3 separate regions of the Zea mays genome follow, and regions 1 and 3 are each linked to region 2. The links are chromatin contacts, called in public Hi-C and HiChIP or PLAC-seq maps. All regions are on one chromosome and are shown on one strand. Each heading gives the region's core, a stretch centred on a gene start, on an enhancer-like site or on the middle of the called end of the contact. The rest is flanking DNA. Distances are from core to core; before and after follow the strand shown. Region 1 holds the start of LOC100501899 (3-ketoacyl-CoA synthase). Region 2 has its middle 16 kb from the start of LOC103635243. Region 3 holds the start of LOC100285236 (BAH domain containing protein).

What was found. A called contact is a pair of places that touch in the nucleus more often than the background predicts. HiChIP or PLAC-seq counts read pairs in DNA pulled down with a chosen protein or histone mark.
Region 1: an H3K4me3 HiChIP or PLAC-seq map of leaf shows a contact between it and region 2, with 10 times the contacts expected there. The contact joins the promoter of LOC100501899 here to the enhancer-like site in region 2. A contact is called at or near these places in 6 of 25 Hi-C or Micro-C datasets (leaf, leaf mesophyll and tassel) and 1 of 3 datasets of contacts at active chromatin or transcription factors (leaf).
Region 3: a Hi-C map of leaf shows a contact between it and region 2, with 7 times the contacts expected there. The contact joins the promoter of LOC100285236 here to the enhancer-like site in region 2. A contact is called at or near these places in 5 of 25 Hi-C or Micro-C datasets (ear, leaf and tassel).

The regions. Positions count from the first base shown.
Region 1 is chr8:58,570,592-58,574,672 of Zm-B73-REFERENCE-NAM-5.0, forward strand. It overlaps LOC100501899 (3-ketoacyl-CoA synthase), which reads right to left and starts at 2,141. Exons shown (of 1, transcript NM_001323542.1): 1 at 509-2,141. The coding sequence starts at 2,005. The coding sequence ends at 545.
Region 2 is chr8:59,202,189-59,206,370 of Zm-B73-REFERENCE-NAM-5.0, forward strand. No RefSeq gene overlaps it. Among protein-coding and RNA genes, the nearest start is that of LOC103635243, 16 kb to the left of the region's middle. Within about 2 kb of position 2,808, at least 16 of the 20 cell types and tissues checked have an H3K27ac peak or open chromatin away from gene starts, as enhancers often do. A contact at or near this core is called in ear, leaf, leaf mesophyll and 1 more, where this site is marked.
Region 3 is chr8:58,436,622-58,440,381 of Zm-B73-REFERENCE-NAM-5.0, forward strand. LOC100285236 (BAH domain containing protein) reads right to left here and starts at 1,317. Exons shown (of 8, transcript NM_001158130.1): 1 at 773-1,317; 2 at 591-653. The coding sequence starts at 1,267.

The DNA.
Region 1 (4,081 bases), core at 891-3,390, 630 kb before region 2:
TTAGGGAAAAAGGAGTTGCAAAACTCTCTGTCAGACTTAGTGTAGAGCTGTTTCAGTTAACTGAAACTGGGCGTTTCAGCAGTTTTTGCTCTACTTTTTGACATCATAACTCTTGTTCTGTATGTTCTAAGACTAGGGGTGCTATACCAAAGTGGTAGAGCTATATCTAGAGAATAACTTTGGTTAAGTAAGTTTGGTCTTTAGCTATGTGGAATTGTGAGATACCAGGGACTGAACATGGAGGTGTGGCATGAAGCAGCAGTACTCAAGGTTTGACACCAAACAAATCAAGTACGCTTGCATTAATTTGGGCTACAATCAGTGACATCGATCTAGCAAGAAGGCCCTATCTGAGACGTGGGCATATCATATCCGCCCATAAGTATACGCCATATATATATATATAGACAGAGACGCACGCGCGCGCGCATACTTCTTCATCAGCGAACTCAATCAATATGCGTGTATACGTATACTGCTGGGTACGTACAAATATACGCCTGAAAATGGTAGTTGCATGCCCTAGGAGTCATCAGATTTGTTTTTATTTGTTGACAATTTCTGGGAGCTGCACCGGGTAGCGGTGGATGGTGTCGACCCACGGCCCGTCGGCGTCGGCTGGCGGCTTGACGCACTCCCACGCAACACTGTTGCAGTCGAAGCCGGCGCCGAAGGAGATCATCCAAATCCGGTCGCCCTTTTTCATCGCCCCCTTGGCCTCGATGTAGGCCAGTTCGTAGAGCACGGAGCTGCTGGACGTGTTCCCGAACCTGTGCAGCGTCATCCGCGACGCCTCCACGTCCTCGTCGGACAGGCCGAGGCCATGCTGAACCTCGTCGATCACCCCGCGGCCGCCTGCGTGGATGCAGATGTGCTCGAACGCCGTGCGGAAGTCCGGACGGTAGAGCCTCACCTTGGCGCGGCCTCTGAGGAGCAGGAGCTTCCGCTTGAGGAAGGACAGCGCGACGAGGAGCTGCTCCGAGGCTGGTAGGACGAGGGGTCCGAAGGCGGCGATGTTGCTCTTGAGCGCGTGGCCGGCGGTGGCGGCGAGGTCCTTGGAGAGGCGGATCCCGGTGTTGCCCTTGTCGTCCTCCTCCTGGAACACACACCGGTAGTCGGCGTCCCGAGCGGCCGTCACGGTGCGCACCAGGCGGGTGAGCCTGTACCGCGCGCGCTCCGGGGAGTTGGAAAGGATCATGGCCGCAGCGCCCATGCGGAAGAGGCAGTTGGGCAGCAGCATGGCGCGCTCCGTGCCGACGTAGTACTGCGACGAGAGGATCTCCGTGGAGACGATGAGGACGTGCGTGCCCGGCCGTGCCGTCTGCAGGAGGTTCTTGGCGAGGCCGACGGAGACGAGCCCCGCGCTGCACCCCATCCCGGACAGGTTGACGTTCTGCACGTCGGGGCGAAGCTTGTACCTGTTGACGACCATGTCGGCGAACACCGGCGTGGGCGTGAAGATGCTGCAGTTGACGATGAGCACGTCGATCTCCTCGGCCTTAACGCTCGTCCTGGCGAACACCTCGTCCACGGCGGAGAAGATGACCAACTCGGTCTCGTCGCGGGAGGCGCTGAGGCTGCGGTCTGGCGGCATGTAGTGGTACGCATCCGGAACGCAGGTCTCCTCGCCGAGCCCGGAGCGTTCGAGCAGGCGGATGGCGAAGCTGACGCTCTCCTCGTCCACCAGGTACGGCATCAGGTGCGCGTGCTCCAGGCACGTCGCGAAAGGCGCCCGGAACCAGGGCTTGGGCCGGAAGCAGCCGTACTCCACGAGGTACACGTCCTTGGGCCGGCCCACGCGACGCAGCTTGGCGACGGCAGCGGCAAGGAGCAGGGCCAGCAGGCAGTGGACCGGCCGGATCTCGCGCGCCCGCGCCTGTACCTCCTCAGGGCTTGTCCTCGCGACCACGCCGGCGGTGGCGGCGAAGACGACGATGGCGACCAAGTTATTGACGACCAGCCGGTACATGGTCTTCAGGAACTTGACATGCAGTAGCGTGTTCATCGTGCCAGTGCAACTGCGTGGTGGGGAGTACTAGTCTATATGATATGATACAAGCAGTACCGTGCGTGCCTAGCCTTTTAGGCCTTATCCTGTATATGGGTTTCGCAACTGCACGCGGGCCTGTTGTGTGTGCGCGTGTGTGCAGTGCAGCTGAAAAGAGAGTCGAGGGAGCGTATGATTTTTAAAGGCTGTGTCGAGGGTATTATGGGAACGGAGGCAAGGCCGCAAGGCAGTGCTGCCACCCAACGACTTTAATGCGATCCAATTGGACGAGTCTACAAATTCCACAACTGTATGCCGTGCAGTGCCAATCAGCCAATGTGTGTGACTGTGTGGTACAAACTCCAGCAAGACCGCCACCGGGCCACGTTGTCCTAGTCAAAACGTCAAAAAATACAGGTATAGTCAAAACGTCAAAAAATACAGGTATTCATTGCACAGGTTCAGACGTCATAGGGTAACTAATGCAGTGTTTGGTTTGTGTGACTAAAGTTTTATCTTGTCATATCGAAAGTTTAAATATCAATTAGAAATATTAAACATAGATTTAATTAGATTTAATAAATTCGTATCGTAGTTTATCCTTTATCTGTGTAATTAGTTTTTGTTGATTACTTATTTTTGACTCTTGAATGAAATAAAAAACAAGACACAACACAAATAAATAACTTATTTTTCTCTCAATTAACTCTCCACAAGGGTGTTAATTAAGAGAAGGGTGAGAGATAAATATATGAATATTGGAATGTAGATAAAGAGATTGTAACACAGAAATGTTCTAAATTACTCATGTTGCAAGGGTTAATCTTTCTCATTCCTTCATCCATTAACAATCACAATCGGACCTTCGGCACTACAGACAATAGCGCGAAGGTAAAAAGGGGCAAAAATAAGCTTCATAGGAACAACAATTCAAATTTCTTTCCCTGGAAGACGTGTCCATCTGTATGACACTATTCCTCTTTTTATAGTGCAGGAATACAACTTCTTAAAAGTTACAAACATGTCATCAAACCTATACAAGTGAGCTATGATGTCTGTTAAGGGCACCATTGTCTTTTACTTTACAGTCATACTGAGCAAGTCTTGAAGATTCAATTCCACGTTCTTTCTGACTCTTTCATCATGTGTTCACGGTGTTGAACCGAAGGTTCCAGTTTCATCTTCGGAGATAGGTTGATTACCTGACATCTTCCAAATGAAGGCAACCTTCGGGAATTTTTGGTCACTGGTTCTCAAATGTTGTGAATCATGAACAAGGCAACACAATTGTTAAGTATTAAAAACCTTCGTCTTCCGAAGCATTATCTTCTCATGGACATAATGATCATCAGACGAAGGTCACGAAACACATGCCTTCATCATCTTATAGATAAATGAGAATGCAAAAGGACGAAAACAGCAAGTGTATCCCATCAATTCATTCATATTTGCATTTCACGGAATATGCAATAATATTAACAAGAATTATATTACAATAATACCTTCGACTTGTTCAAAGGTGTTGATGCGAGGGAGATTACAAATCAGCGTGAATAGTACGGTGATACTGTTCATCTATTTATAGGCACGGGACGCAGCCCGGGTAAAATTACATTCATGACCCTCAACATATGTTTATTGGCATAACTTAGATTACTAGGGTCTATCTAGTCTTTTCATCCTTTGCTCGATTTAAACCGAAGCTGATGGTAGCTTCGACACTTGGCGTCGTTGCTTCTAAGCGAGGTCTTCGTCTTGAGAACCTTCGGTAGAAGGAGAGAATACTTCGGTATTACTTTGTCAAAGGTGTTTTTTGTCTTGAGAGCCTTCGGTGGAGAAGAAGTCCCCCAACAGTAGCCCCTTCGTGGTGCTAGATCGTTTTTTTCATAACGAGCTCGATCCACGAAAAACACGAAGGCTTCGGAATGCCGAAGGTCCGAAAAACACCTTCCCTGAGCTTGTTATCAAAAAACGATTAAAATATTCCAAGCGTTGGCTGGTCCACCGTTCAGCCAGTATACATGCTTTGGCGGTTCGCCTTCTTCTCCTGCAGGGCTATATAAACAGACAAGTTGGTGAGAAGTTACCGCAGCA
Region 2 (4,182 bases), core at 1,558-4,057:
TGAGGAGTACGAGTTGATATAGGTGGCGTCTCCCATTCAGCTTTGTGGCGCCAAGGAAATAATACTTAGTTCGCTTTATTATTATCATTTATATTTCTAAGACTTCCTCTATGTAATAATGACATTTATGATTTTTGTGACATTTATCTCTATACACTTTGTCATTATATGTGATGTTCTTTTTTGGCGCACATATGACACGCACCCGGCTTTATCCCTTAAATCCGGGTGTGACAGAAATACATGGATTAAATAAGAGAGCAAATGAACAAACTCCTGCATCTCAGCAGTAGGGAAAGTCAATCCCCATTTTGAGAACTAATCAGTTGTCTTTCAACACTAAAAAGCTCCAAGGGTTCACCTTTACAATAAATGATGCGAAGAGAACTTGTATGTGTGCAGTCACCACCAAAATCAATCGAAAGGAGACCACCCATGAGAGGAGTGATTTTCATCACACGATTAAACATAGATAGGTTTTGATTTTTGATGGAGACTTATGAACTGGTAGGAAATTCATTAAAGAACACATCAAGGTGGTATGCTCTTTTGATCCAATAATGATGGCATATGTGGCTTGATCATTCTTACAAACAGCACAGAAATCGTTTCAAGGAAAAGGTCCATAGAAGATAACATGTCAGTGTAGTTCCATAATGCATCATGAACAACATATGCCAAGTAGCACAACCTTGTGTGTACATTCACACGAGGCCCTCGGTCTCAATGCGGCACCATAAGTCATTAATTGTGACACCATTACCGAACATCACCAATAACAAATCCCATGAGTAACACCCCTGGTGTTACAATAACAAAAACATTGGCATGACATCATATGCATTGGCATTTCATTATGTATGTTACACCTAGAGTGCATCCACTAGTAAAAATTTCAAAACAAATTTGTGATGTGATGATTTGACTTGATTAAAGAGGTCTTTGACCCTAGGATAGGGTACTTTTCCCAAGGATTAGAAGCATGTGGGTGTGTGAGATGATAATTTGAGTATGATCTCAAAGGTTAGTGGAGATGTTCAAAAAATACTAAACTTAGAGAGTTTAAGTGCCACTTAAACCCTAGAATACTCAAAACCCTAATTAGTGTTCTATGAGGTGACTCCAATTTCTATGCACTTTTGGACCAAAGTGCATATATCAAAGTGGTAGAGTAACAAAAACTAAGCAACTTTTATATTTGGAGAGATCTAAGTTTTATGGAATAAATTGAAGTAAATTGCAAAAAGGTCCCAAAGGCACCCATATGGTTAACTCTTAAAACAGTGTTATCGGGCCATGTTTAAACCTTAACATCTCTTAATCTATAGGGATTTTGCCATGGGTCACTACAACAAATTTGTAGAGTTACTATATTAGTCCAAGTTTGATTAAAGGATTAAGCCCTAGAACTGTATAGAAACTAGAGAAAAATGGACTATAAAGTTGGACTGTCAGCCGGGTCACACACTAAAACTCGACTGTCAGTGAACTCTGATGAACTTTGAGGCCGAATTATGCATGATCTAGTGAGTATTCGATCAAGAACCCTGTAACAAAGTTGAAGCTGGTATATTGGGAAACAACTTTGATGTAGTCGGATTAGCAGTTTGTCACATGAAAATTTGAGAACAAAGCTCATCAAATCGCTCTATTAGGCGCACTAAAGAAGATCACCATGGTACAGTATCTGAAAAAGATCATAGACGTCGGGCACTTCCCCGCCGATCCCACACCGCAATTTGCGCCCGCCGGAAAAGATCACCGGCATGGATAAGCGCTGGGGTGAAAAGGTCAAGGAGGGGCAGTGAACTTGGTCTCCGGTACTGGTCCATCCATAGTGACTCACTGGCTCTATGACATGGCTAAGCCATCGTCGCCGTCGTGACCCCGGTGAGCTCAATTGTGCCATGCCATGGACCATGTATCACATCACCGTAGGTCATGTAAAACAGCCAATTACCCCCCTCCCTAGACTTTACCCTCAGTGAGCGCAACGTTTGGCAAACTCCGGTGACTCACTCGCTCGCCGCCGCAAGATCATCTCACCCAAATTCGCGAAGCACTCGAGTGGTCCCTATAAATTGAAGGCCCTCCCTGCTCTGCCTTCTTGTTACACACCCAGCGCACCACTCCTCACTTTCGATTATCCACCATAGCCCACGAATTTTTGTTTTCCCCCAAATTGGTCATCCGCGCCACCGTGTGACGTCTTGTCGTGGCCAGCCATCCACAGGTCCATTCACATCCCTCTAGTCCGCGTTTCTACAACCTTTAATGCTAGTAAAGCTCTCTATCTCGGCCGACTGAACGCTATCGCACTATAGCTTAGAGAATGTTGTGGTATTGTCCGGGAATGACGCTGCGGACATAGCTCACGTCGACCGGGCGTTCCAGGTAGTTTCCGTCTGAGTTTGCACAAGCACCATGAACCTAGTGAGCCACTCAGCCTTTCCACGTCCTTGGATTAAACTCGACTGGTTCGAGTAAGCCGGTACCGGCATGCCAACGATCCGGTTTCACCATTGCCGTGGACAGCTATGAGTTAGTGGCGCTCTGATCAAATTGAGCGCGTGAATGTGTTTGGGTTGCATCCATGGGGGTGTCCGCGTGCTCGACACTACCGGAGCACATCCTCATCGGCGAGTACGCACGACTCCGGTCTGCTATTTGCGCGGTGTGTGGCCAGGGATTTGGTTCGTGAAGAAACAGAGATAGAGGGGCCTTTATGCGAATGTCAGTGAGACAAAAAAAAACAGTATCAGGGATTCCTTAATAGTTATTGAAATCTTCAGGGACCTTTGCGCAAAACTGTATACGCGGGCGCGGGCACGCCCGGATTCCATGTTGGTTTGGGCCTGTTGGGCTGGTTTCGGTCCATCACTATTCATTGTTTCTTCTTTTCTTTTTGCCGCCAGCTTAGAAAGTTTGTAGAAAATAGTAGAAAATTGGTAAAATCATGAGACCAATTTTGCTAGACTCCTAAAATCACATAGTAATTAATAAAAATAGTTCCAAGATTTTTATCCCAAACCTAGAATTATGTAGCATTTAAAGATGCTTACACCAAGCTTTTTAGAATTTTAGAAATAATTTAGTATCTCCAAAAATGATGAAACTTTTTGGGTAGGCTTAATATGATGATTAGAGCTCCTGAGTGAAGATTGAAATGATTTGGGCACCATTTGATCAGAAACCCCATAACTAGCTTTCTAGGGTTAAATTACTTAATACTAATCATAAAAGAGTACCAAAATTAGGAAAACCCTAGTGATTAGTTTGTATCATGAAGGAAAGTTATTTTCAGGATGCAACTTAGTTTTCTTCTATTGTGTAAATGCATATTCATGACATAGCATAAGCATTCATGTACATGTATTATCATGTATAGAACACGAGGAAGAAACCGTGGTAGAAGAAGAGGTTGTCTCCGAGGCTGAAAATCCTCCAGCGGAGAACAACTTTTACTTCGACATCTGCGGAGTGGACCCTGAACCTCCTGCAACACAAGGCAAGCCCTGGTGCATTACCCCTTTCCTTGTAGTTTTAAAATCTTTATCAACTTGTATGATGCATTAGGTGATAGGAGTTGTGTGTTAAACAATTGATGTATTCCCTTCCTTGGAAAACTGATTACTATTCCTTGTTACCAGATTTATTTAAATTTTTCCGATGCTTAGCCTTGCTTTAGAAAACAAAATGTTTTGTTTTAAAACAAAGGGTGATGCTTCACACTAGATGGGGATTTTTACAAAGAAAATACTTATGATGGTGAATCCATCATGGCCGTGATGGTTTCAACATCTGAAAAGAAGTACCTCTGCCAGGTACCAAGCTTTGGGGTTTTAAGTAATAAAGACGAGACCAGGAAGGTGACTTGCACGAGAGGGGAGTCTAGATGTAGCGTCTTCGTCTGAGTCGATTAAGGACCGAGCCGATGTAGGCTTGACGATCAAGGACCTTTTAACTAGCCACATGCCTCATCATGGGTAAGCTTTGCCTCGTACAAACCAATACCAGAAAGGCCACCACGCAATGGGAGTGGAGAGATGGCAAGAGTAGCGTGTACCTTCCGTGGCAAGAGGCTGGACGGTGCAGTATCTATGCTCTCGGTTGGCGTGAACCCATTCTGGTCTTGAGAAACCCGGTGGCGAGTTGACATATGCAAGGGTTAAGTGCTACATA
Region 3 (3,760 bases), core at 67-2,566, 770 kb before region 2:
AATTTCGCTCTCTATTTTTGGATAGTATGCTTCACTCGCCATCTCTATTGTTGGTTTGCAGAGTCTGTTGGATTAGTCTACTCTTTTTTAAAAAAAAAATCTATTTTAGACACCAGCTGAATCAGTAAATTTGGCTAATCTTTTTTGCTAATCTCTTGGAATTGCTCTAACATATCTAATTTAGTTGTAGCAACCAAATGCAGGGAACAATATAAGAAGTTAAAAAAGGGACGACTGCATTTAAGAAATAATTTATGCAAAAAATAGTGAGGTCACAGAACAAAACAGCTGGATGCAAATAAAGGTGTTACAGTCTAAGCACAATGTCAATACAAAAAATGCTGCAGCCAAAACCTAGCATCATCTCATATTTCATGGTAAAACAACATGTCTATCTTATACTGGTATAAAGACTCTGGTCAATCAAAACTATCACACAACAGAAGCATCAATAGTTACCAACCCATCAAGTTCAGTGAAATCTATGAAATCCTACAAATGAATCAAGTAAAATTAAAATTTCAGGAAACTAAACAGATCCGCAGTTTATTCGGCAATGTTTGGTTTTGGTCCCTGATACGAACACAGACCTTGAGGATGGCGACATAGGGCTTCTGATTGCTGTCCTCAGGCGTGAGAAGCACGGGGTCCTCCTGCGCAATTGAACCCGCAGCAATCAACCACCGGAAAGAAAACAATTTGCGCCTCCAGAAACCCAAAAAATACCAAGAGAGCAAAAATCTGGAAGCGAGAAACGGAGGAGGAGGCTTACCAGCTCGAAGCTGTTGCCCTCGTACTCGAAGGAAGCATAGTGCTTCTTCTGCTTCTTCCCCTTGCCAGTGATCTTGACCGGGTCCCCTACAGCTACGGGCACCGCCTCCGTGATCTCCTCCTCACGGGGATCCTCCGTTTGCAGCTCTAGCTCCTCGGGCTCCTCATCCTCGCTCCCCGGGTCGCGGCGGCGCTTGGGCCGTCCCCGGCGGCGGCGAGTCTTCGTCTCGGCCTCCTGCTCGCGGCGCTCCTCCTCCTCGGCCCGTCGCATTGCCTCGAGATCCTTCTCGTCGTCCTCCTCCTCCTCAAGTTCCACTTCCTCCACGTCCTCGTCGTCGTCATCGGAGACTCCGCGGCGCTGCTGCGGCGGCGGCTGGGGCTTCCTGGGTTTGGCGTCCGAGGAGGAGGCGCCACCCGAGGGCTTGAAATTGATGGGCACGTCTTCGTCGTCGTCGTCGTCATCGTCCAGCTGCGCGAACCGGCGGCGCCGCCCCATTTCTCCGGCGGTGGTCGGAGCGGAGGATTGGTGTCGGAGTGGATGGAAATGGGGATCGGAGGGTTGGGATATTGAGATTTGGGTTGGACTTCGTGTCTAGGTTTTTCCTAGTAGCATACTAACCTTAAGAACATCTCTAAAATACTAAATTTTAGCTATTTAATAGCAAAATAACTATTCAACAGAATAATTATCTAAATCGTCAAGATATCTGGCTCTCTAAATTAGTCATCTTCCTAACCAAACTAAATTGCATATTAGAGAGTCGGTTGAGATGAGATGCTATATTATAGAGTATAATCGTTATTGAGAGATAAATAAAGAGTCAAATAAAAAGTAATAAAAAAATGAAGTGTCCTTTGAAGATGCTCTAAACTTAACTTTGTATCATCCAGCTTGAGTATTTGGGACTGCTTCATTTTACGGAAATCAACTTAGCTTCACAAACATCTAGTCAAACACTTCTAACTTCAACGACTCTTCTAACTTCAACGACTCGCCTTCACCAAAAAAATATAAAGTTGAGGGTTAACTTCACTTTTTTATAAAGGAGCAAAGTGTGCTTCACAAACACGGTTTTTCAATAACCTCATGGAGTTAGAGAGTAATTACCCATCATTGCCACCAACTACACAAGAAAAAATCTCATTTTAGTGAAACTAAAGCTATTCTGTAAACTAAACACTTTTAGAAACTCTACAACTTTGAAGCAGAGTTGCTCAACTTTAAAGCAATGTTAAACACCCTCTAAAGTGTACATCTAACATCCTCTTTGTCAAGGGCTTTAGCTTTTACTACCTCCGTTCACAAATATATGATACCGTCGATTTTTTTTAAAAATAACTTTGACCACTCGTCTTATTTAAAATATTTATTCAAAAACTTAAAATTTTAAGTCAAACACAAACTAACTTAAGCGATAAAACAAATCAAAAAATAAATTACAATATATTAATTTTTTTTGAATAAGAAGAGTGGTCAAAAAAATTAAAAAAAAAGTCAATAGTGTCATATATTTATGAACGGAGTAATTACATAAATAGCTTCTGCTCTAGCTTTTCTGCTTTTCTAGAAAAGCCAAAGTCATTATAAAAATCTATTTGACAACATGACTTTCTATATTGTTTTGCCAAATCAGCCTTGTAAAGTTTTTTTCTATGTTCAATATTATTTTGTGGTACATACGTTTAGTTTGTATAGTTGTATTCAATAAAAAAATCTATATTCAATATAATGTTTTGTGTGCGGAGCAGGGATAGGAGATACACACTGCACAAAGCCACAAACCTCGCCCAGGACAGACTTGTGTGCGCGGAAGGAACTGTTCGCCACTGATGTGTACCGCCTGTCCAGCACCCTGAGAACGTGTACGAATTTGTTATTTTGTCGCTCTCAGTTATGGACTTCTCTATTTTACCATCAGACTCAGAAATTATAAACACAAATAGTTCCACAAGTCATAGACAGAGGGTCACATAATAGCAATAGCCCACGTTAGAAGGGCTAAAATAGCAATTTTTTCGTGTACGAACGGATGAATCCTCGTTGGACGTCCCGAATTTTTTTGTATTTTAATTTTTTTCTTGAAAATGTTCACGTTCAGACCCCTATATAATTTAATCTCGTTTTTAAACTCTTTTCTCGGCGCCATAGACCGTGGCGCCTAGGTAACACGGTTCGGTGCCATAGATCTTGGCACCGAGGTGCTTGTCCGCTGGCGACGACAGTCTGACACAGCGCCGACGTGGCTAAGCTCATCACCATGAATCATGGCGTCGAGCTCCTTGTTTCAGACAGACCTTGTTTGCATGGCAGCGTCGGATTGCATTCATAAGCGCAAAAAAACTGCAGAAGACTTCACCATACATGCCGGACGAGTAGTGTATCTTTGTCTCAGTTTCGCGCCCATTTGCTGCCGCTGTTGTACTTCGCCCACGAGGCCACGACATAGCCACAACCTCCGGCACCTGCCTCTCGACCAAGCTGGCCATCGCTCTAGCCCTCCTCACCTTCTTCACCAGGAGCCGCCATGTCTTGTCCGCCTTCTCACCCTGCATCTTCGCCGTGAAATGGTTGTGCAAAAAGTTAAAAACCAAATCAGAATCTGAGTGAAGAATGTTGAATAATTAGACAATTTCCAGATTAAATTCCGAATATAAATCATGACAAAATCAGAAGAACTGAAGTAAAAAGTCAAATCAGATGATGCGTACTGATCAGACATACTGATAGATGGCGCGGGCCGAAATCGGCAGGGTCGACGACGTCGAAGCAGCGGGGTTGATGATCAGCGGAATCAGCGGGGTCGACGACGTCAGAAGATCACGAGCAGTCGCGTGAGGACGCTTCCCAAAAACCTTATTCTCCTTCTCCCGGTGCAGGATCTCAAAGGCGAAGGGTTCCAGAGACCTGCTCTCCCGATCGCAGATGTACGTCTGCGGTTGGGATGAAGAGAACTGAAGGCGGTGCAGCTGTGAACAGAGGCGAAAGCGA